Regions from separate parts of the Pan troglodytes genome. Here regions 2 and 3 are each linked to region 1. Evidence: chromatin contacts called from public Hi-C data. All regions are on one chromosome and are shown on one strand. Each heading gives the region's core, a stretch centred on a gene start, on an enhancer-like site or on the middle of the called end of the contact. The rest is flanking DNA. Distances are from core to core; before and after follow the strand shown.

Region 1 (3,572 bases), core at 305-2,804:
AGGCATTATTCCCACGTTCATGGCAACAGAGTTCGTAACAGGGCTTGGTGAACAGTATAATCTCAACACATTAACTGGGACCACATCGCCATTTGGCTATCAGAGCAGCCACACCGAGTGCATCATCTCTTGCACACCCTTTTAATTTAAGTACCTTGCTCAATGCTAAGAAAAAAGGCACACTTGGTAAGGCAGGAGTAAGTGCGGATCTGCAAAACCTAAGCAAGGATATTTCACCAGCACCTCCTAGGGGCCACGTGTGGATATGAGGATGGGAGGTGGGGACTCGCACAGAACCTTTCCTTGAATTGTCAGTTTCACCTCTCCTACACACAAAAATCCACCCCGACTGCGCCGTCCACAATACCAGCTAGTTTGCTGAATTAGTTCAGCGACTCAAGGAGGCCTTACGAGGTTTAAATAAACTGCACAAAAGACACATTTGATCGCTCGAGAAAATAAACATTTAAAAAACTCAGTGGAAAGAAAGACTCCTAAAATATATCCCGTCCTTTAGAAGCAAAGCTTCGTTAGGACACCGAAGTACTCAGAAATAATAGGCACTTACTCTTCGGTTTACACACACACACACACACGGATTAGTTTATAAAGTTCCAGGATCCAGACCCGGTTAACACTGAAGTTGCTTTTTAGGGGTCTGCGCGCTCTCGCCTGGCTGCTGGGAAGGAGGGCTGGGAGGCGCTGAAGCGAGGGCAGATCTGAGTGTCTGTAGGAGTTGCTATTCCAAAAAAAAATCATTACTCTCTAATTGTTCTGATTTTAGATCAGCAAAGCGTGCCGGGCGGTGGTGGAGAGACTGAGGGCGGACAAGGCGAGAGGGAACGAGCCGTCCACCCTTCAGAGAAGCCTAGGCGCCTTGTAAGTAATTCGCGAACAGTCGGGAGAACAAACAGCCAAGCGGCGCTGCAGTGGCCGCACTTGCGCGCGTCTCAATCCTGGGGGCTCTGCGCGCCCGCCCCAGTCCCTCGCCCCATTGACTCAGTGGCTTCTCCGGGCGCTGCAGCCTCCGCGGGGGGCTTCTAAGGGCCGAGGGGCTCCGGCAGAGAGGGAGTGGAGAGGGAGACGCGCCGGGACCGACGAACAATCCTGCCCCGGCGGCAAAGGTCTCTACCCGGCGCTGGCACCTCGCAGGCCCCTCGAGGAGCACGCAGGGCAAGCGGCCCAAGAGCGGGGGAACCGGGAAGTGTGTGGGGCTCCAGACGGAGTAGGAAGCTTTGCCCAAGGCCAGGCTGCAATCAGGCAGCCGCAACAGCCGGGCGCGGAGCTTCCCACCTGCTGCTGTCCCAGCTGGGCCGCAACTTCCTCCTCCCCGGCCCGGGCCCGACTCCCCGGCCGGGCTCCGAGGGTGGAGGGGGGACGAGGCGGCGGCAGGTTCCCTCCGCTGGCAACGCCTCGCAGCATCCTCCCCTCCCCGTCGCGGTTCCCGGGGCCGGCCGCGCGGCCAGGCGCGCTGCGATTGGCCGGCAGCGGCCGGGGGCGGGGCCAGGAGAGCCGGTGTCGCACGGACCGCCTCAAAAGAGCCCAGGATATTGCAGAGCGCACTGGAGCCCTGGCCAGCGCGCAGCCTTCCCGGCGCCGGCGGGCTGGGTCTTGGGAATTCTGGTTTGCTTTGGCTCACTCGCTTTTTACAAACCACTGGATCTTACATGCCTCTGTACCCCCCACTTCCACTCCATGTCCCCATGCTCCTGCGCCAGCAACAGGTAAGGGCTGCTGTGTTTTCTTCCTTTTCGCTCGCTGCCGGTGTGTCCTGGGGAATGGACTCTGGCCGCCGTCCCCTACCCTACCCTGCCCCGCTGCTCCAGAGGTGCCCAGCTGTCACACTGCTGTAGCGCTCACCCACACAACGGAGTCCCAGATCATGCCTATATAGTTTGTGTGCGCACCAGAACATCCCCAGAGCTAAAAATACTGAGACATGCTTGGAACAGTTGAGCAATAGAAACAGATTTCTCTGCAGCATCTGTTTGTGCTCATAACTTCCAATGCACCAGCTGTAGCGAGATACTGGGTTTGGAGGCAAGGGCGAGAGCGTCTGTGTTCGGTTCTCACTCTAAGTGGGGAAAAAAAGAAAGAAAACGTGGTTGCGGGTTTGGGGGTGCGTCTTGAGCCCTGGTCTTAAACCTTGGCAAAGCTTGGGACTCAGCACTATTCTTGATCCTTGGCTTTTTTTTTTTTTTTCGTCATTGCTTCAAGTATAGCTGTGAGTTTCAAACAGAGTGAGTGTCTCAAAGTTGCCTTCCTGAAAGAAGAGCGGGAGCCCGAGTTGGATTTGAGCCTGAGGATCGCAAAACTTTCACATTACATATCACTCTCCCCTAACCAATTTGTTATTTTCAGTAATAATGGTATTAATACCTGGCTTGAAGACAGTGTGGTTTTAGGAAAGCAAAATAGTCAAAACGACTTGATTCTGCAAAAAGATTGCATCATAGCAGGGATTCATCATGTCAATTGGAAAAAAAATAGGGATAGGGAATGGGCAGTTTAATGTCTGTGTCTGGGTACGGATATCATAGGATGATCACTAGGATAAGGCTGTGAGTTCCGACGATTTTCATAAATTCAGATTTTACCTGTTAGGAAATAAGGTGTTATTTGAAAACCTCGGATATGCAAAGAAACCATATTGCGTTTTACCATTTGTTTTCTTTTCACATTAATAATCAATAGGCTGCCAGATTTCCTCTCGCCAACCAATGTTGTGTGTCTGCTGTACATTATCTGTACACTTGTTAGCGTTTTCCTGCTCACTTCCAAATGTTTCATTTCTATTTGCCATTATCTGGAAAAATCCTGGTGCTCAGAAGGGGTAAGAGATGTTAATTGAAGCATGGTGGAAAGGGTGAGGATAAGGTCAAGGCCATTTTACTTAGCTTCCTCCTCTCTCATATTTTAATGACACTTTATTTTTTAATGTTCTTGGTCTCCATAAGAAATATTTGATCTAAACTCATGTGAATTTTGCTTTTAAAAAAAATAAAAGAACACAGTCTTTCTACATCCTTTGGACTCCTGAGTTGTAGAATCTCTGGTTAGCTGTAGCGTCCTTGTATGACTTTTGCGTAGCCTGAAAGATTGAAAACAGCTACCTGCACAGATTGAGTGTTTCAGATTTTTTTAAGTGTATATTTTTATTTACCAAACATGTCTGTTTTTCAGCGTATGCAAATGCTGAGCAGTGCTACAAGCCAAGTGTCGTTGAGTATAAATGTTAGACAGGGGGCTCACACGTAGATAGATGGGTATCCCCCTCCCCTCCCCACTTCCCCCTCCTCCTGCCTCATGTTTATTGAGCTTCTAAGAGGCTGCTTTCCTAGCAGTTGTGCTCACATAGCAACATGTGCCCAGAGCACACTCAGGCTGTTCTATATGGCGTCAGCTGGGGAATAGCTGCTCTAAACACTCATTAGCAGACCTGTCTCTCAGCCCAGTATGTTTTCTTTTGCTACCTTTATTTCCTATCCTTAGAAACTTTCTTATTCATTGCACACCATGACCATATTACAGGACACATTTACTCTCATTTGATTTTTTTTTTTAGTTATTTA
Region 2 (3,572 bases), core at 446-2,945, 420 kb after region 1:
CATTCATTGGTCCCTGTGGGCATACCCTATAAAGCTTCTGGGCGTGAGACAGTGTGAGCAACAGGTTGTCCCTGCCACTCCCTGGATCCAAACAGGTCTTTCAGAGTTGACCGAATAGTTATTAGAGACAGCCTTTCCTTTCCTTGATTGCCTTCAACTGAATGTTCTAAAGATATAGAATGTGGTATTCACTTATTCTCATTAATTCATCACTTTCAAGCTTAAACTCCTTTATCAAAGAAAAAAAACTGAAGACCAGGTCAAAGTGCAATTCTGGTGTTTATTTGAAACAAAAGTCATGAAACAATAGGCTTATAAAAATGAAAGGATCATGAGAATTTTAGCCATTCTCTTCCCCTCAAAAATGAGCTGTATATTATCTATGTAGGATGGTCATCTAGAATTTGTGTAGGTACTTAATTTCATCATTCATTTATTCAACAAACATTTATTGATCTCTATAAAATGTCAGGTGGTGTTCTGTGCCCTTGTAGTCATCAGTGAACAAAATAGCCAAAGAGTACTGCCTTTTTTTGAAGTATACATTCTAGTTGGCAGTGTCAGACAAGCAAAAATATATATAATAAAAAGATAATTATATCTTATTTTAGGAAAATAGTTCTATAGAAATAAAAGGAAGAAAGGCAGAGCCAAGTTTAAAAAAAAAAAGATTGAAAGTGCTAGAGTTAGGTGGATAGACATGGTTCCATGTTACAGAAATTGGTCAGGGCAAGCTTAATTGGGAATGGTTAAGTAAAGTCTAGAAGGAGGTAAGAGAGAAAGCCTTGAGACTACCTGGGAAAATTGCTTTTCAAAGCTAGTAGGTGCCATACGATGGAGCTATGTCTGATGTGTGTGAGGAAAGGCAAAGTTTTAGTGAGGGAATGAGAGCGCAGATGGGGAGGTCAGGTAGGTCACAGAGGCTTTTGGGGGTACTACAGGTCACTGTAAACAAACTTAGGGTTTTTGCTTTGTTTTGTAACTTTTACTTTAAGTTCAAGGGTTCAAGTGCGGGTTTGTTACATAGATACGCTTGTGTTACGGTGGTTTGTTGTACAGATTATTTCATCACCCAGGTATTAAGCCCAGTACACATTAGTTATTTTTCCTGATCCTCTCCCTCCTCCCCTCCTCTGCCCTCTGATGGGCCCCACTGTAAATGTTTGTTGGATTTTGCTGATAACATACATATATGCTGCATATCTTCTTTTAAGTATCAAATAGTACATCATCGAAAATAAAATATAATTTAACCTGCTGTTTTATAGTATTTCCTTTCTTATCCAAAACTTTAATGCTGTGCATGACCAAGGTCTTTTGATAATAGTATATTCTCATGTGAATCAGTAAAACTGGATCACAATGAACAATTTTGGAAATTCTTGGTAAGTTGGCCTCTTAGTCTTGAATATGCGTATCCTAATCCCTTCTGTCGTGTTAGAGGAACTTTTTTTTTGTTTCTTCTTTTCGTGAGTAGTAATAGACTTGTTCCTACTGGTTAAATGCCTGAGCTTTCTTTTTTGTACCATAAATCATAGGACAGTACATCTTCACATTATCTGGAAAAACACACTAAGAAAAAAACAAAAACACATGCATTTCCTCCATGCCCTTGAATACTTTGCAAGGTCCCTGGAATAACAGTACTCTCTGCTTCCCTGTTTAGTCACATAAAGAAACCTATAGATGGCACCACTGCTGCCAGTAGCCATCTTGCTGTAATACGAGCCAAACTTCAGAAAAAGGGCAGTGAAATGGACTTAGAATCCTAGTAAACTTTGTATCAAACCAAACTTAGAGCTCACTCTGTCTTTAAAATTTTCAGGTGTAAGTAAAATGTTTGCTTATTTTTAAAGCTTCTTTGAATTAAGAATATTAATACAGGCAACATATGTACTTCTAATGCAATATCTAAGAACAATTGCCTCCAACAAAAAAGGCATAAAATGTATTTCTCAAGAAATGTCACTTTTTTTAGCAAGAACATCAGCTTCAGCTTGCAGGAAGTTAATTGAAAATCCCCATAGATAGAAATGACTGAAGTGAATGCCCTTCAGGACAATAAAGCATTGCTCAGTTCCTTAGGTCTTTTGATAAACTTGCAGTTCATTTGGCTTCCCCTGCTATTGTTCATTAATAATCACTGAAGCTTAATAATTATTTCCTAATGCTTATCACTTATTTTTCCACCCCACTTTATTACTGTCTCACATTAGTTACCTTGCTCCCATTGTGCGTGTGTGTGCATATATGTGTATTTATTTTCCAATAGCATGGTTTTATTTTGCAATTTTTTTATCTTTTAAAATGAAGATGGGAAAACTCTAATATATAATTTCAGTGTATTTAAAAATGAATTATTTTGGACTGTAATGTGAAAGTAAATGTAGTCATAACCGAAAGCAATTTTGAAAGTTCTAAATGAATCCTTATTTTCTTTTAAAAACATTAAATTACAGTGGTTGGATGTGTCTGATGAGCTTCCCCCTTATCCTTTCAAAATGTTTGCTTTGGATATAAATATATTTTTATAACTCAGTTAATTTGCATATACATTCAATTTTCACCCCAATCCAAAATCCAAACCCCTGCTATTTTTCTGTCTGCACCCCACCTGTGGTAACACTGTCACGTTGTGATTTTCAAGCTTAATTTCTGTCTTCAAAAGCAACAGAAGCAGTTTTGTGTTTAAGCAAACAGAGTCCTAGTTTAAAATTTCTCTCTTTTCTCATTTGCACATTTTTAATATTCCTTTTATCGCATTCCCCCCACATACATCTTGAAAAGAAATAAAATATCTCAAGTGATTCAACTTTAAGTACTATATTTGCCAACAAGGCATTGAAAACAAAATACTCTCAAACTGCAGGATATTTTATAATCACAAATTTGCTCATTCCCATTATCCCCAAGGGGCTAAAGCACATATTATTATTCCATTAAGGAAATGAAGACTCTCTGAGCCAAGCAATCCTCTCTTTAGCTCCCTCCTCCCATTCCCATGTTCTAAAACTTTCTCTGCATAAATAGTTCTCAAACTTTGTTAGCTATAACCTTGTGACTTGCAGAAGATTCTTAAGGGTCACTCCTGCAGGGATTCTTAAGAGGTAATCCAGGTTGGTTCTGTTTTCCCACTTGAAACAAAGCAGCTCAGCCTTTGCATTGTATGTTGTAGGTCTGTCTCATATTGTACTTGGAAAAATGAAAATTAAAAAGGAACTTGGTGTTCAACATGGCTGAACATAATTTTTTAATTAAGAGTTTATCCATGAATACAGTACTCTAGATTTTTCCTAGAAGCTACCCAAATCAACACAAAATAACGATGACAAAAATCCAAAACAGTCAAAGCAAAATTTAACATTTATATTTTTCTCTAAAAATATTTCTATACTAAAATAATTCATGAAAAATATTGCTTGTATTTAATATACAAATTCATTCTATTATTTTTTCAAAATGACATATAGTTATTTTGACCTATAGAATCCATCAGGCACCAAGATCGGGGTAGATCCCTCTTAAAATTAATCTGTTTTATCATATACAATATATTTATGAAAGTTTTCTTC
Region 3 (3,572 bases), core at 771-3,270, 360 kb after region 1:
TTCCCTTTCTGGTTGGTTGCATACCTTTCCCAGTGTAACTTCTCAGTGGGAGTAAATGATGTTCATCTAGACCAAAGATGCAAGCTATCATTTCTGTTTCCTTCCCACATATGTATTTGTCTTTGTTTTGCAAGATTTTCTTTCTCTATCCCTCAATTTAAAAGGCAAATTCCTTAAAAATCCATGGACAATTTCAGGTGTATAGTGCATGGTTCAGTTGCCCCAGAGGATAATGTTGAAGTTGCTTTGCAGAGGGATGCAAGAGAAAGGGGAGTGTAATCCAAGATAATAGTAAAAGCTGATAAGCATTGCCATTTCAGGAAACTCTGCCACATAACTTGGCAGTTTGAAAATTTAGCCAACCTTTTTATAGGGAGGTCATTAAATTCCAGTATTTCATACATGTTGTGCTTCAAAGCAGGCAGGTATTCATTATTTTTACTTCATTTTGTTTTATTAAAATAAATGCTTCAGAATACCTTATGCAAAACAAAATCCAAATACATTTCTGAAAACACATGTATACTTTGCTTCTAAACTAGAAAAAACCATATTGCTGGTTTAGGTGACAATTCAATAGGAAGTGAAATTTTTTAATCTAATACATTTTTAAAAAGCTGAGAGTTTACTCGTTTCATATGTATTTTGCCACTAAATCCCTCTTCATTAAGGATATTTATTGCAAAATAATCATCTTTAGAAAAAGGAGGTAGATGTCTTGATTTTGAAACTGAATGATAACATGAAACTGAATAACATGCATAACCTTTACATTTAGAAACAAATTGCTGTAATTGCCTCTTGAACAACAAATAAGCAAAAATAACATTAAAATTAAAATATTGTAATATTTCTTTTAAAATTATTTTCCTTTTTTTTGAGACAGTCTCACTCTGTCACCCAGGCTAGAGTGCAGTGGCGTGGTTATGGCGCACTGCAGCCTGGACCTCCTGGGCTCAAGTGATCCTCCTGCCTCAGCCTCCCAAAATGTTGAGATTAGAGGCATGAGCCACCGTGCCTGGCCTTGTAATATTTTTCAAAAAACCTCTTCTTAAACCAGGAAGAGAAAAAGATATGCATCATAATTCAGAATGCAATGTGTCAAATGACTTAATTTTATTTGATCTGCAGCAGAAAAATGTAATTTCTTATTTGAGATTCTTTGATGTTGCCATTTCACTTTTGCCTTTCTTGTTGGCTAATAGCTGGGAATTATTTCCTGGAAAAGTATCTGATCCATTAAGGAAAGAATATGACCATCTTTAGTGGAAATTAATAAGTAATATAGACAAATATTCATAGAAGATACAAGTGTGACCCTAAAGTTAGTATTTGAATGTTGTTCTCCTATTTCTGATTTTATTGACCCAAAATATCAAGCTAGGTTTATCCATGTTTGGGCGTAGCATTTTAATTACTTAGCTAAAGAAAAGATGGAATTGAATTTCAAATGTAAAGCAGTAGGAAAAAAAAAGAGAGATTTCTCTTTAGGTTTTCAAAAATGTATTTCTTGGAGCTTCTTAATTTTGGCAGAATGAGCAAAAACAGGACTGAGAGGACTGAACTAACTATTCTTGTCGTTGAATGTGGGAGTTATTTCTGTTTGCTTCCTCTACAAAATCAGTTTCTCCAACCACATCTTGAGAAGTTCTCCTTTGCACAACATGTTTGACAAATTGCCAGGCAAAGGCATTGAAGAATCTCGGCTTCATCCTACAACCTTTTTCTTCATCTCAGAACCTTCAACCTACAACCTGTTTCTTCATCTCAGAACACGTCTTAGAAGATATGAGTCTCCAAAATAGCAGAGGGGAATGTTTTACTTAAAAAATGTGTGTGAGATCACTGTACGTAAAGTTATTCACATGATAATGGATACAGAACTCCATTGATGAAAAACGTTAGGAATTTTCTCATATATTTAAATGTTTGATAAGTTATTTTCTTTATTTTGGTGACCAGAATGCACACAAATGGTTGCATAATTTATGTAGATATATGCAAAAGCTCTGCCAACAGGTACTTGTGGGAGAATCAAAGTCTGCTCTATCCATGCATTCCTTTTACATTCCTTTTACTTCCACCTCCACTTCTTATTTCTTTCTTTCTTTTTTTTTTTTTTTGGAGACGGAGTCTCACTCTGTCGCCCAGGCTGGAGTGCAGTGGCACAATCTTGGCTCACTGCAACCTCCACCTCTCCACCTCCCGGGTTCAAGCAGTTCTCCTGCCTCCGCCTCCCGAGTAGCTGGGACGACAGGCCCACGCTGCCACACCTGGCTAATTTTTTGTATTTTAGTAGAGATGGGTTTTCACCGTGTTGCCCAGGCTGGTCTCCCAAAGTGCTAGGATTACGGGCGTGCGTGAGCCACTGTGCCCGGCCTCACCTCCACTTCTTAACAAGTACTCTATGCTCTAAGTTCATTATTTTCTCCCACTGGGCTCCCTTTGCTATTGTACTTCTACTCAGTTACTGCTCCCGTTTTTATTATCTGCCTCCTTATTCTTCTTGTAACCGAAGCATTCTCTCTGTAGGTCCAAAATAAAGTCCAAGGACTAGCAGACACTTTCCTTTTCAGGACACAATATGTTATCTCATCCCTGGAATACCTAGGATGTATCGCACACTCCATGCACGGTGTGTGTGTGTGTGTGTGGTCTGCGTGTGTATGCTTCTTCGTTATGCATTGTTAATTTCTTTCACTACAAGTATTTTAAGCTTTTTGAACAAAAAGAACTATATTTCAATAATAGTTATCATCTACTGAACATCTGAGAGTAGCAATAAATGTTAGAGTGAACACTGTAAAATAATTAAAAGGACCAAATTACGCTTTCTTACCTGCCTTTTTTTTTTATTTTTATTTTGAGATGGAGTCACTCTGTTGCCCAGGCTGGAGTACAGTGGCGTGATATCGGCTCACTGCAGCCTCTGCCTCCTGGGTTCAAGCGATTCTCTTGCCTCAGCCTCCCAAGTAGCTGGGATTACAGACCATGCACCACCACACCTGGCTAATTTTTTTTTTTTGTATTTTTAGTAGAGACAGGGTTTTGCCATTTTTTCTGTACTATTGAGTAGACATCTGGCCCATTCACATACCTAATGGTAAATGTTATAATGTAAAAAAAAAAAAAAAAAAAAATGCTAGTTTCTACAAATATTGTCTCTTTTACTTTTATAGCCAGAGAATCACTTTCTTGTAGTTAGATATGGTATTGTAACTAGTTCTGGCTAATGGAATGTAAGCAAAGTGTTATGTACAACATCTTTTCAAAGGTTTAGGGCAAGATCTTCATCCTTTATGGCTGGGGTACAATCAATCATTTCGGACCAGAAATGAAAGTGGGATCTGCATGGCTTCATATTATCAGCCATGGACAATATCATTTGAGAAAAGGATTGTTAAAAATTAATCATAGAAACAAACAAAATTTTATTCTATTTTGTTTAAGCCACTGTTAGTTTGGGTTTCTGAGATTCACTGCTGAATGTTATTCTGATTACCTCCACTTCAACCTACGATGTGTAATTCCCAGTTTACCTGGGACAGTCCTGAATTACAGTGATGTCTTGT

The links. Hi-C and Micro-C count contacts between places; a contact is called where the count stands out from the background.
Region 2: a Hi-C map of induced pluripotent stem cells shows a contact between it and region 1, with 1.8 times the contacts expected there. The contact joins the enhancer-like site here to the promoter of KCNJ2 in region 1. A contact is called at or near these places in 2 of 7 Hi-C or Micro-C datasets (induced pluripotent stem cells and stem cell-derived neural progenitor cells) and 1 of 1 datasets of contacts at active chromatin or transcription factors (stem cell-derived excitatory neurons).
Region 3: a contact with region 1 is called in a Hi-C map of induced pluripotent stem cells, with 1.7 times the contacts expected there. The contact joins the enhancer-like site here to the promoter of KCNJ2 in region 1. A contact is called at or near these places in 2 of 7 Hi-C or Micro-C datasets (induced pluripotent stem cells and stem cell-derived neural progenitor cells) and 1 of 1 datasets of contacts at active chromatin or transcription factors (stem cell-derived excitatory neurons).

The regions. Positions count from the first base shown.
Region 1 is chr19:83,143,793-83,147,364 of NHGRI_mPanTro3-v2.0_pri, forward strand. KCNJ2 (potassium inwardly rectifying channel subfamily J member 2) reads left to right here and starts at 1,555. Exons shown (of 2, transcript NM_001428081.1): 1 at 1,555-1,724. LOC134806912 reads left to right here. Exons shown (of 6, transcript XM_063800075.1): 5 at 885-1,724.
Region 2 is chr19:83,565,421-83,568,992 of NHGRI_mPanTro3-v2.0_pri, forward strand. The region is part of intron 1 of LOC134808981 (a long non-coding RNA gene); the gene reads left to right. Among named protein-coding and RNA genes, the nearest start is that of KCNJ2, 420 kb to the left of the region's middle. Within about 2 kb of position 1,696, at least 3 of the 24 cell types and tissues checked have an H3K27ac peak or open chromatin away from gene starts, as enhancers often do. A contact at or near this core is called in induced pluripotent stem cells, where this site is marked.
Region 3 is chr19:83,505,836-83,509,407 of NHGRI_mPanTro3-v2.0_pri, forward strand. The region is part of intron 1 of LOC134808981 (a long non-coding RNA gene); the gene reads left to right. Among named protein-coding and RNA genes, the nearest start is that of KCNJ2, 360 kb to the left of the region's middle. Within about 2 kb of position 2,021, at least 2 of the 24 cell types and tissues checked have an H3K27ac peak or open chromatin away from gene starts, as enhancers often do. A contact at or near this core is called in induced pluripotent stem cells, where this site is marked.